Regions from separate parts of the Oryctolagus cuniculus genome. Here region 2 is linked to region 1. A link is a contact called in public Micro-C data. All regions are on one chromosome and are shown on one strand. The core of a region is the stretch at or near the end of the contact, and the rest is flanking DNA. Distances in the headings are between cores, read along the strand shown. Region 1 holds the start of UBE2L3 (ubiquitin conjugating enzyme E2 L3). Region 2 holds the start of CRKL (CRK like proto-oncogene, adaptor protein).

The links. Hi-C and Micro-C count contacts between places; a contact is called where the count stands out from the background.
Region 2: a Micro-C map of ear pinna shows a contact between it and region 1, with 4 times the contacts expected there. The contact joins the promoter of CRKL here to the promoter of UBE2L3 in region 1. A contact is called at or near these places in 2 of 6 Hi-C or Micro-C datasets (ear pinna and an unstated tissue).

What each region holds. Positions count from the first base shown.
Region 1 is chr21:29,212,257-29,218,051 of mOryCun1.1, forward strand. It overlaps UBE2L3 (ubiquitin conjugating enzyme E2 L3), which reads right to left and starts at 3,848. Exons shown (of 4, transcript XM_051826744.2): 1 at 3,693-3,848. The coding sequence starts at 3,719.
Region 2 is chr21:29,678,368-29,684,062 of mOryCun1.1, forward strand. CRKL (CRK like proto-oncogene, adaptor protein) reads left to right here and starts at 2,390. Exons shown (of 3, transcript XM_002719717.5): 1 at 2,390-3,236. The coding sequence starts at 2,926.

The DNA of each region.
Region 1 (5,795 bases), core at 2,598-5,097:
GAGGCAGTGGCTACAATCCACTTGTTGCTACCACTGCTGAATTAGCTGCTTCCAAATTAAACCATATTTCCTGTTTTATTAACATTGTAATTCCTAAAAAGGGCTCTGAAAGAGGTTAACCCATTTGGCAAATGTTTTTTTAAATTAAAACTTTATCATACTCACTCTGCCTAAAATTACTTCCCAGCCTTACACATGCAAATCATGCTACTTTTAATAATGTATCCACAGTTTCTACAGACACTCCCTATGGAGTGTCCTGGAAAAGATTTCTTGGGGAAACTCAAGTTCTTTAAGATGTCATTAACCTGATAATTCAACATCTGTTTGATTACTATGTCTAAAGGCATTGTTCTAGGAAATAAGCTCCAATTTTTCACCATCAAAATCCCTTTTATTATTTCCACTCCATGAACTGAAAGACTGTTGGTTAACCCTGCTGATTAACCTGCATCAATAATTTTTATTTCTGGGTTGGTGTTGTGGTATAGCGGGTAAAGCCACCTGTGACTCCGGCATCCCATACAGGCACTAGTCTGAGTCCTCCAGTTTCGACCTAACTCCCTGTTAATGCCCTTGGAAAAGCAGCAGAGGAAGTTCAAGTGCTTGGGCCCCTGCTACCCACATGGGAGACCTGGAAGAAGCTCCTGGCTTCTGGCCTGCAGCCATCTGGGGAGTGAACCAGCATACCATAGACTTTCAAAGAAAACAATTTTTTAAAAATTTTTAAAAAATAATTTATATTCCTATGTTGTTTTTTTAAATATATATATATATATATATATTTATTTATTTATTTATTTATTTGAAAAGCAAAGCAACAGAAGCAGGGGAAGAGACAGGGAGAGAGGTCTTCCATCTGCTGGTTCACTCCCCAAATGGCCACAAAAGCCAAGTCTGGGCCAGGCTAAAGCCAGGAACCAGGAACTTCCTCTGTATCTCCCACATGGTGCAGGGGTCCAAATTCTTGGGTCATCATTAGCTGCCTTCCCAGGCACATTAGCAGGGAGCTGAACGAGAAGCAGAGCAGCTGGAACTTGAACCAAGTGCTCTGATACAGCACGCCAGCATCAAGTCAATCTGCTATGGCACATGCTCATCCCCCTTTCACACTGCTCTCCAAGACAAAACCCCAATGAACTGAAGGAATTCCCACCCACACCTTACGAAACTAGACACACTCCTGCATGCAGAAAAGGAGGCAAGGTGACAAGGGGCATGGAGCCAGAGCCAGGGAGGTTTTGTGTCTTATCTCTCCCCACTACTGTCTACTATTTCACTTCTCAACCTATCTGAACCTCACAATTTCCTCATTTGTGAAAACAAAGGTGACAATACATTCACTCTGAGCACTTAGTGAACTTTACCTCCTTTTTTCTGAGCTCTTTTTTTTTTTTTTTTTTTGAAACAAATAATTTAAATACCATAGTTAGTCCCCTCTCAGACCCCTGAGAGCCGGGGGATTCCAAACTGGGTCAAATGGGCTGAATTAGGGGGATACCAGGAAGAACTAGGTCAAGACTCCTGCCCTTCAGGAACTCAGAACTCAGGCAGGAAAGACAAGTCTGTAACACAAATCAGATCACCAGGAGGGTTCAAAGAGAAACATAAAGAAAGTCCTGTGGTCACTGAAGGAGGAAACAACTCATTTTGAAGGTGGATGGTGGTGGGGGTGGGGGCTCCCAGAGCGGCTGCATTAGAGTCCAGCCTAAGGACTGGCCTGAAAGTGACCAGGCAGCCACTCTCAGGAACAGCAGCAGCGCACAGCAAATGAACACCAGCCGGAGGCTTTTGGTTTGGGGTCAGGCAGAACTGAGCCAGATCACAGCTTTCTCTCCCCAACTAGGAAAACTGGGACAGGCCAACAAATCTGCCTTGACTTTTCTCATTAAGGAACATGGGGAGCACAAGGTCGACGTCACTGAACGTGAGCACCAACTACAGAAGGCCACACCGTACATGCCAGGGGAGATGGAGGGTGCCGTGTCCAGGTGCCCAGGGGAGGACACCATAGGCCAGGGTGGGTGAGGCCGAACACACTGCTTTTTAGGCAGTCTTAAGAAAAGGACTGGCCTGCCTAGTAAGAGGTTAGGATTAACTGCTGAGGTCACTAAACCCACAGAGGTCTTTTTAACAAGAGCGAAAGGGTCAAATATTTGCTGGGGGGGGGCACTCTGGTGCCCATAAAGAGAAGGGTCGATGCAGAGCGCTGGGGAGGGCACCTGGGAGACACAGGTATGGTTGCCAGTCATCTCAATGAGATGAGCAAGCAACGTACGCACGCGAGACATTTATTCCCGAAGTTCAAGCCCAGGGTTTCCCCGATGACAGCATCTGGGAGTAGGATGGCGGATGGCGGGGGTCTGCGCTCTCCTGAGCTCCCTTTGCGCTAACACTCTGTTTTATAAAGAGTTACCCGTCCTCTCTGGCCCTCGGTGAACAAAAGACGGAGGGGCACTCTCACTCAGCCAGAGGGCTGAAAGGCTGGGACCCCCCAAGCCCAACCACGGGTCTGCCAAGGACCACACTGTTTTCCCTTTCAGGTCTTCTTTTTTATTATTGATTTTTTTTAATCATTTCCGGCCCTGTGCACCCCCTACAGCCGAATCACAAACGTGGGCAGGGGTCGGCGAGATCCCACCGTCCCCTCCCCCTCCCCCGGCCAAAGAACTCAGCCCATTTCACAGCTGTGAAGCCTCACCGAAGGAGAGCCCCTTAGCGAGCAGGCAACCCGGCCGCATTCAAGATCCAAAGTACGTGTACCAAGTTGTTGTTGTTATTTTTTTTTCTAAATAAACTTTGGCCCGGCTTGATTCCAACGGCTCAAGCCAACCACCTCCCTCCCCGCCCCCACCCCAACCCCCCAAAAAAATGCCATTTTGCTTCCTAGGGGCGGGGGGGGGGGAGGAGACCGTGATGACTAAGAGGTGGACAGGGAAGCAACCGGGGAGGGGACAGAACCACACGGCGAGCAGGGCGCCCACCGCACGCCTTCCCGGAGTTGGAACTTGCCCGCTGTGTGGTCCCGCAGTCACAAGGAGACAGCGTGCTGGGACCCTGCGCAATCTTCACCGGCCCACCGACAACCTGACCTTAACTTTGGCAGCGCGGCGGCCTCCTTCCGTCCCCAGTCCGAGCTCACACGCACCCCCCCACACCCTTTCCCGGGCCTCCCAAGCTGCGGGCCGCCCAAGCGGGTCTCCCAGCCCAGAGCGTGGCGGCCCAGGGCGCGGCGGCTCGGGCCCTCGGCCGGGGCTCCGGCGCCGGGGCCTCCCCCCGCGGCCGCCCGGTTTGGGGCCTTCCTGACCCGGCACCCGCCATGAACGGCGCCCCCGGCCCGGTCCGCGGCCTCCGCGAGGGAGCTGGGGGAGGCGGGGAAGACGCCGCGCTGGATCCGGGGAACCAGGCCGGCGTGGACGCCCCCAGCCCCCGAGGGCCAAACCCAGGAGCCGGCGGCGGCGGCGGTGGCGGCTCCCCGCGCGGCCTGGCGCTCCCGCCCAGGCTGCGGCCTAGGCGTCCCCGTTACCTCCCACAACCCGCGAGCGCCGGGGGGGGGGGGGGCCGCCGGCAGGGGCCACGCAGAGCAGGAGGCCGGGGGGAGACGCCCCCCTCGAGGAACCCAGGCCCGCCGTGGGGGCCGGGGGCCCGGGGCGTCGCTCCCCGCCCGGCCGGCGCCGGAGAATGGCTTTTACCTTCATCAGCCTCCTGCTGGCCGCCATCTTGGACCTGGTGCTGCTGCTTTCCCAGAATGCATCGAGGCCGGCCGGGCGGCTGGAGCCCCCGCACTTCCTGGAGCGGGGGCGGGGCGGGGCGGGGCGCGCGCGCCGCCCGGAGAAGCGCCTACTGTGTGCGGGTCGCCGAGCGGGGCGGGCGTCGGGCAGCACCGGTGCGTCCGGCTGGCCGAGGCCCGGCCGTCGCGGAGGCCAGGACGCGCTGTCAGTCACAAGCCGTGCCTGGCGCATAGTAGGTGCGTGGTAACAAGTCGGTTGCATGTGGTGGGGACCTGCGTTGCTGCGGGCTGTGACGGAGGAGTCCGAAGAAATGGGATAAATAATAGTAATAGCCTATGAGCTGGAACAGAGGAGCTGGTAGGCTCCAGGCAGAAAGATAAGTGGAAATGCTGATTCCCTGATGTTTTCAGTTGGTGCCTGTGTAGAGGAATTGCACTGTGCCTCGTAAAAACAAACATTAAGTTAAAAAGTTAAATAGACATCTTTGAATTTCATTTTTTCATGAACTTATTTTTTTGGGAGACAGAGCTCCCTATCTGTTGGTTGACGCCCCAAATGTCGGCAATGGCATAGGCTGGGTAGGGCAGGAGCTGGGAAACCAACCTAGGTCTCCCACTTGGGTGGCAGGAACTTGGTGACTTGAGCCGTCGAAGCTGCCTGGCAAGGCCTGTATTAGCATTAGCAGGAAGTAGGCGTAGAGGGCCAGGAGTAGGAATCGAAGCCAGGTACACCCATGTGGGATGTCCCTATCTTAGTCACTAGGCTAAATGCCCACTCCACCCCCCCAACCAAAAATAATAAGCACTAATAACGCCCTGGACGCTGAACACCAGGCTCCCTTCTAGTGTTTTCTTTAATCCTTGAAACCACCCTGTGAGATGGTTTTCATTGAACGTCACAGGAAACGGACACAGAGAGGGCCAGTGACTTCTGCAAACACACAGCCAGCTCGAAAGAGAGCCTGGCCCCGTTCCAAGCCGGGCTGCTGGCCCCACAGTCAGTATTCCAGCCAGAGGGGTAGGCAGGAATGGCTGAGGAGGGGGTTGGAGGAGAGGCGATTGAACCAGGAGGGGTGTGGCTGAGACCCAGGGTTGCTTTGTTGTAAGATAATTCATAATTCGGATGCTCAAACGTGGGTTTTAGGGATGATGCGGGTTTGGGATTGGGTGAGTGGGTGGCAGTGGTGTGGGATTGGGCAGGCGGGTGGGTGGCAGTGGTGTGGGGTTGGGTGGTGGTGGTGTGGGATTGGGTGGGTGGATGGCAGTGGTGTGGGGTTGGGTGGGCGGGTGGGTGGCGGTGGTGTGGGGTTGGGTGGTGGTGGTGTGGGATTGGGTGGGTGGATGGCGGTGGTGTGGGGTTGGGTGGGTGGTGGTGGTGTGGGGTTTGGTGGGCGGGTGGGTGGCGGTGGTGTGGGCGGGTGGGTGGTGGTGGTGTGGGGTTGGGTGGGTGGATGGCAGTGGTGTGGGGTTGGGTGGGTGGGTGGCGGTGGTGTGGGGTTGGGTGGGCGGGTGGGTGGCGGTGGTGTGGGGTTGGGTGGTGGTGGTGTGGGATTGGGTGGGTGGATGGCAGTGGTGTGGGGTTGGGTGGGCGGGTGGGTGGCGGTGGTGTGGGGTTGGGTGGGTGGTGGTGGTGTGGGGTTTGGTGGGCGGGTGGGTGGCGGTGGTGTGGGCGGGTGGGTGGTGGTGGTGTGGGGTTGGGTGGGTGGATGGCAGTGGTGTGGGGTTGGATGGATGGGTGGGTGGCAGTGGTGTGGGTTTGGGTGGATGGCAGTGGTGTGGGGTTGGGTGGGTGGGTGGCGGTGGTGTGGGGTTGGTTCGGTGGGTGGGGTGGTGTGGGGTTGGGTGGGTGGGTGGCGGTGGTGTGGGGTTGGGTTGGTGGCGGTGGTGTGGGGTTGGGTGGGTGGATGGCAGGGTGGATGGCAGTGGTGTGGGGTTGGGCGGGTGGGTGGCGGTGGTGTGGGGTTGGGCGGGTGGATGGCAGTGGTGTGGGGTTGGGTGGGTGGGTGGGTGGCGGTGGTGTGTGATCGGGTGGGTGGATGGCGGTGGTGTGGGGTCAGGTGGGCGG
Region 2 (5,695 bases), core at 1,140-3,639, 460 kb after region 1:
CACCAAGTTTTTCCAAAAGAGGAAGTTTTCAATATAAACATAGGGCCAAGCAGATCAAGGGTAATGATATTTTCAAAGGAGATCACTATTGACCCTTAAAAACCTAGCCAAGCACTATTTCTAAGCTCTTTCCATACATTAGCTTAATACAGCTGCTTCTACCCAGGAGGTAAGTGCAATCATGATTCCTTTATTTTATTTTATTTTATTTTATTTTATTTTATTTTGACAGGCAGAGTGGACAGTGAGAGAGAGAGACAGAGAGAAAGGTCTTCCTTTGCCGTTGGCCACCACGGCCGGCGCACCACACTGATCCGAAGCCAGGAGCAAGGTGCTTCTCCTGGTCTCCCATGGGGTGCAGGGCCCAAGCACTTGGGCCATCCTCCACTGCACTCCCGGGCCACAGCAGAGAGCTGGCCTGGAAGAGGGGCAACCGAAACAGAATCTGGTGCCCCGACCGGGACTAGAACCTGGTGTGCCGGCGCCGCAAGGTGGAGGATTGGCCTAGTGAGCCGCGGCGCTGGCCCCTTAATTTTATTTTTTTAGATTTATTTGAGAGAGAGAGAGAGGGAGGGAGGGAGAAGGTCTTTGATTTGCTGGCTCACTCCCCAAATGCCTGCAACAGCCTGGGCTGCACCAGGCCGAAGCCGGGTACATGGGACTTCATCCAGATCTCTCACATGGGTGGCAGGGTCCCAAGTACTCGGGCCATATCTGCTGCTTTACCAGGCGCATTAGCAGGGAGCTGGATGGGAAGCAGTCCCCCATTAGCTGGGACGTGAACCTAACAGCAGCTTAACCCACTGGGCCACACTCCTATCACTCCCATTTTGTTTTCAAGATTTATTTTATGTATTTGAAAGACAGAGTTACAGAGAGAGGTAGAGACAAAGGGAGAGGTCTTCCATCCGCTGGTTCAATCCCCAGATGGCTGCAACAGCCAGAGCTGTGCCAATCCGAAGCCAAGAGCCAGGCACTTCTTCCGGGTCTCCCACGTGGGTGCAGGGGCCCAAGGACTTGAATCATCTTCTACTGGTTTCCCAGGCCATAGCAGAGACCCGGATCAGAAGTGAAGCAGCCGGGACTCGAACCGGTGCCCATATGGGATGGCAGTGCTTCAGCCCAGGCTTTAACCCGCTGAGCCACAGTGCTGGCCCCTACCACTTCCATTTTATAGATGAGGCACATTATTAAGTAACTGGCCCAAGGGCACCCAGATAGTCAACTGACTAAGCCAGGATTCAAACCCAGGCAGTCAGCTTCAGGTCCTGTGCTTTTTTCAAATCGCACCTGAGCCAGCACATCTCTGGAGAAGATGAAAACCTACTTATCCAGAGTCACAAAAAGCGATAGATTTTCACATTCGGCTGGGCCTAGGGTGGACCCTACAACCTAGGTCACGTTCAGCTTGCTGCGGGAGAGACGGGCAGAGAGGCGCCAACCGCTAAGTATGGTCTACCTGCAATGTCCTTAGCAAGGAAATCCAAGTTTGCTTCTCTCTACTCAGCCATGCTTTCTGCGGCCAATTCCGAGGGCACACGCACCCTGACGACTTTTCTCAACAGTCACTCACTTAACAAATATTTGCGCAGGGACTCAAGGCCAGACATTGTGCAAGGCAGACAAGACAAAGGTGAACCAAGACAGACGAGATCTCTGCTCTCTTAAAAACATACTTCTCGTGGAGGATGCAGGGGGAGGGAACAGGCTTGGGAGGGCATGGCTGGAGCTGGGTAAGCAAGGGGCGCGCCGGGGGGCGGGTGAGTCTTGGGAGATTAATTTGGAGGGGCTGGCGGAATCCGGAGCGGAGGGAGCCCTCAGGGCCACGCCCGAGAGGCATTTTCCTTGCAGCCACTCAGAGCCCGTGGCTGCGGTTGTCCTAGCCCACTTAACCCCGGGTCAATCCAACCTTCATACCCCCTATTGATATCAATCAGGACACTTAGCCACCTGGAGTCCCTCGGCCTTTCAGGTCACCTAGGGCCTGCGTCATCCACTCGCCTCCAGGACTCATCCTCTGGCCGGGCTCCCTCGGGCCGCTTAGACCCGGCCAGGTCACCTCAGTGCCACGCCTCCATGGCCCGCGATTCGCCCGGCACGTTACGCTTTGTTTCCCAGAAGCAGGTTTTCAACCCGCCGCTCCCTCCTCAGCTCCAGCTGTTTTCCTGCCAGCGCTGGGAGGCCCAGCGGCCGCAGCGCCCCCGGCGGCGGAGGACCGAGGCCCAGGAAGGGAGTGCCCGCCGCCCCCCACCTCCTCAGCCTCCTCCCGGAACGCGGGAGCGGGCGCGAGCGGCGCGCGCCCGGACCGCCCCGACCGTGCTCCTGATTGGCTGTGACCCGTGACGTCACGGGGAGGGCCTCGGCGGCCGCAGGGAGCCGGAGCTCCCGCGCGTGCGCAGACGGAGCGCGCTGAGCGGAGGGGGGTGGTGGCCGGTCGCTTGTCCCGCGTCCGCCATTTTGTTGCTGTGGCTATTGGGAACGGGCTGGTCCAAACTGCCCCGGAGGCACGAAGCTCTCTGGAGTCCGGTGCTTCGTGTGACGGCGTGGGGGGTCCGTGAAGACTTGTGGGGCTGCGGAGCCGGTGCGTTCTAGGCCGGGAGTCACCGGAGCCACCCCCTCCCGGCCCCGGGACGCCAGGCAGCCAGATAACCCCGGGGCGGCCTCCGCTGCGGCTCGGCGTCGCCCGCCCAAGGCTCTGCCCCGCATCCCCCCGGGCCGGCTCTCTGTGTGAGGCGGCCTCGGAGCAGGCGGGCGGCGGCAGAGGATGCTGCGGGCCCGGAGCCCAGAGAAAGGTGCTGGCCGGGCCGTGTGAGCGCGCTCCGCGGTGTGCCCAGAGGCCCTGCCTCGGCCCCAGCGCCGTCTGCCGAGCTTCCAGGCTTCCAGGGCAGGCGAGAGCAGCCGCCACCCCGCCGTCGGCCCGACACCATGTCTTCGGCCAGGTTCGACTCCTCAGACCGCGCCTCCTGGTACATGGGGCCGGTGTCTCGCCAGGAGGCGCAGACCCGGCTCCAGGGCCAGCGCCACGGCATGTTCCTGGTGCGCGACTCCTCCACCTGCCCCGGGGATTACGTGCTCTCGGTGTCGGAGAACTCGCGGGTCTCCCACTATATCATCAACTCGCTGCCCAACCGCCGCTTTAAGATCGGGGACCAGGAGTTCGACCACTTGCCGGCCCTGCTGGAGTTCTACAAGATCCACTACCTGGACACCACCACCCTCATCGAGCCCGCGCCCAGGTAACGCGAGCTGCCGCCCTTCCCCGGCGCGCGACCCCCGCCACCGCCGAGGAGGGAGGGGAGGGCATGTCCGGGTGAGGGGCTGGAGCCCGGTCCTCCCCAGCCCTCAATCCAGAACCGCATTGTTCCCCAGAAGGCGTTCCGAACGGGAACGGTTAGTGTCAGGATCTGGGTCACTGGATCAGAGGGCTGCGTGTAAAATCGCGGGAGCGGCGATCGTATAGCTGAAACTCACGCCTTTTGTCATGTTTTCTGCAGTACTAATGGGGTTTTATTTATTTGTTCTTAAAATTTTTTTTTGGGGGGGGTGGGACCATAAACTGCTTTTGAGAATTTGAAGATAGCCAGAGGGTGTCTCCACCCGCCAGAAAGTGCCGGTACACGGAGGTTCACCCCTTGCAGATCTCCAGGTTAAGAACCCCTGGGCTGCAGCCCTTGGGTAGTCGCCAAATGAAAATGCTTTAGCGTTTAGCAGCACAAACCTGTAACTGAAAGAAGTGTCGGCTGATGGTCTGGTGCCAAGTTTGAAGCAGCCCAGACACACCTGTTTCACCTTACATGAATGACAAAGAAAAGAGAAAGTGCGACGCCTTCAGCGAGGGCTTTTTGGGGGGGGGGGGAGTTGGGGGGTTGTACCCTCTCCTCAGGTGGATCATTCAATAGGCTCACGCCTTAGTTTCTGTTTTTTAAAGACAAGAACCCGCAGTGACATTACCGAGCATAATGCGCTATTTTATTTGATTGTTTTCTTTAATTGGTTTAAGCGGGTTTTTTTAGCGGTTTATTTTGTTTAAAATTATGCCAAATTGGAATTGAAAAAATTGCCTAGATTTTTTTTCAAAGGATGTTTCACTGCTCAGTTGGTTTCCTAAAACATCTGTTTAAAAAGAACGGGATGTTGATGTAGTTTTTTTCCTGGAGTGAGGTGTTCCTGACTTTATAGATTGCCTAATGACAAGGTATTGTGCTAAACTTAAAACATTAAGAGCTATTATAATTAATTAAAAACACCAACTGAATGCATAAGTGTTGCTTCTGTGAAATAGAGAAGAAAGCAAGCCACAGTGGTATATTGACTGTAAGATTACTTAGCTAAGAGAGAAAGTCATATAAATCAAATACCGTATAACAAAGGCCACGACGCCAAGAATCTCATTGGTCAGACTCCAAATCCTAACCTGCTAGGAGATAAAGTCCGAACGAGTGTCATTCCAGTGTAAGAGGTGGATGCGAACCTTACCACTGTAATATGGTATTTGTAATACAAGTAAATCCCTTCTCTAGTTTGTACAAGTAAACTGCCTCTATGAAGCTGTATTGTGTGGTTATAACGAGGGGACAGTTGCTGTAATACAGCTGTTGGTTTGAAAAAGTGTGAGTTAATGGGTGAGCTTCCACCAGAGGGAGAGAAGGAAGTACGCTATGGTGGGCTTCCCACTCCCCACAAAACCCAGATTTCCCATAGGCATCTTCCCAGCGTCGGCGCTCTCATCCATGCCTTACGCCTCTGTACCTTTGGTTGTTCATTGACAGACTCCACCCACGCTCCACCTATTGAAATCCTACCTGTTGTCAGTCCCCTCACAAATAATAGGGTGTTTCGCCCTGATCCTCCCCCTCACAATCCACTTATATAACTCTTTCTCTTTCTCTGTGCCCTCTGCCCATGGTTGCTGTTTTTTCCTGAGTATCCCAGTACTGGTCAAATTAGATCTGGGCTTGATTTACTTTTTTATGCTGAATCTTTTTTTTAAGATTTTTTTTTGAAATTCGGAGTTACAGAGAGAGGGGGAAAAGACAGAGACCCTCCATCCTCTCTGGTTCACTCCCCAAATGGCAGTAACAGTCAGGGCTGGACCAGGCCCAAGCCAGGAGTCTGGAACCCCATCTAGGTCTCTGTTGTGGGTGGTAGGGGCCTAAGCCCTGGGTCATCTTCCACTCTTCTCTCAGGCGCATTAGAGGGAGCTGGATTGGAAGTGGAGCAGCTGGGACTTGAAGTTGAACCAGTGGTCATGTGAGATGCCAGTGTTGCAGGTGGTGGCACCACAGTGCCTGAGCTCTTGTTAGGCTGGATCTTTGAGGTGCTACTCCCAAGCTTGAAATTCACAGAAAGCTAGTGGTTAGTGGAAAGTTACCAAATGGAAGACTCAGTGTGGTATGTCTTCACAACCCTAAACAGGATAAATTCAACGATTTATCTTCAGGCATCAGAACTGAACCAGTTTTGGGCCCCTTGGCTAACAGTTCATTTATTTGGTTTTGTTGTTCCATTGTTGAAGGTCATAACTGAAGTGTTTTCCTCAGAAGTTAAGGGCAGATGCTTTTATGTCCGGTCATATTTATTGGCATTTTTCTTAATTCTTCATTTTCTATTTTCATTCTGAACTCTAACCAGCACTCATAAGGGACATTGGCCTCAGAGGTGGCGATTTAACTGCTGCACCACAGTGTCACCCCTA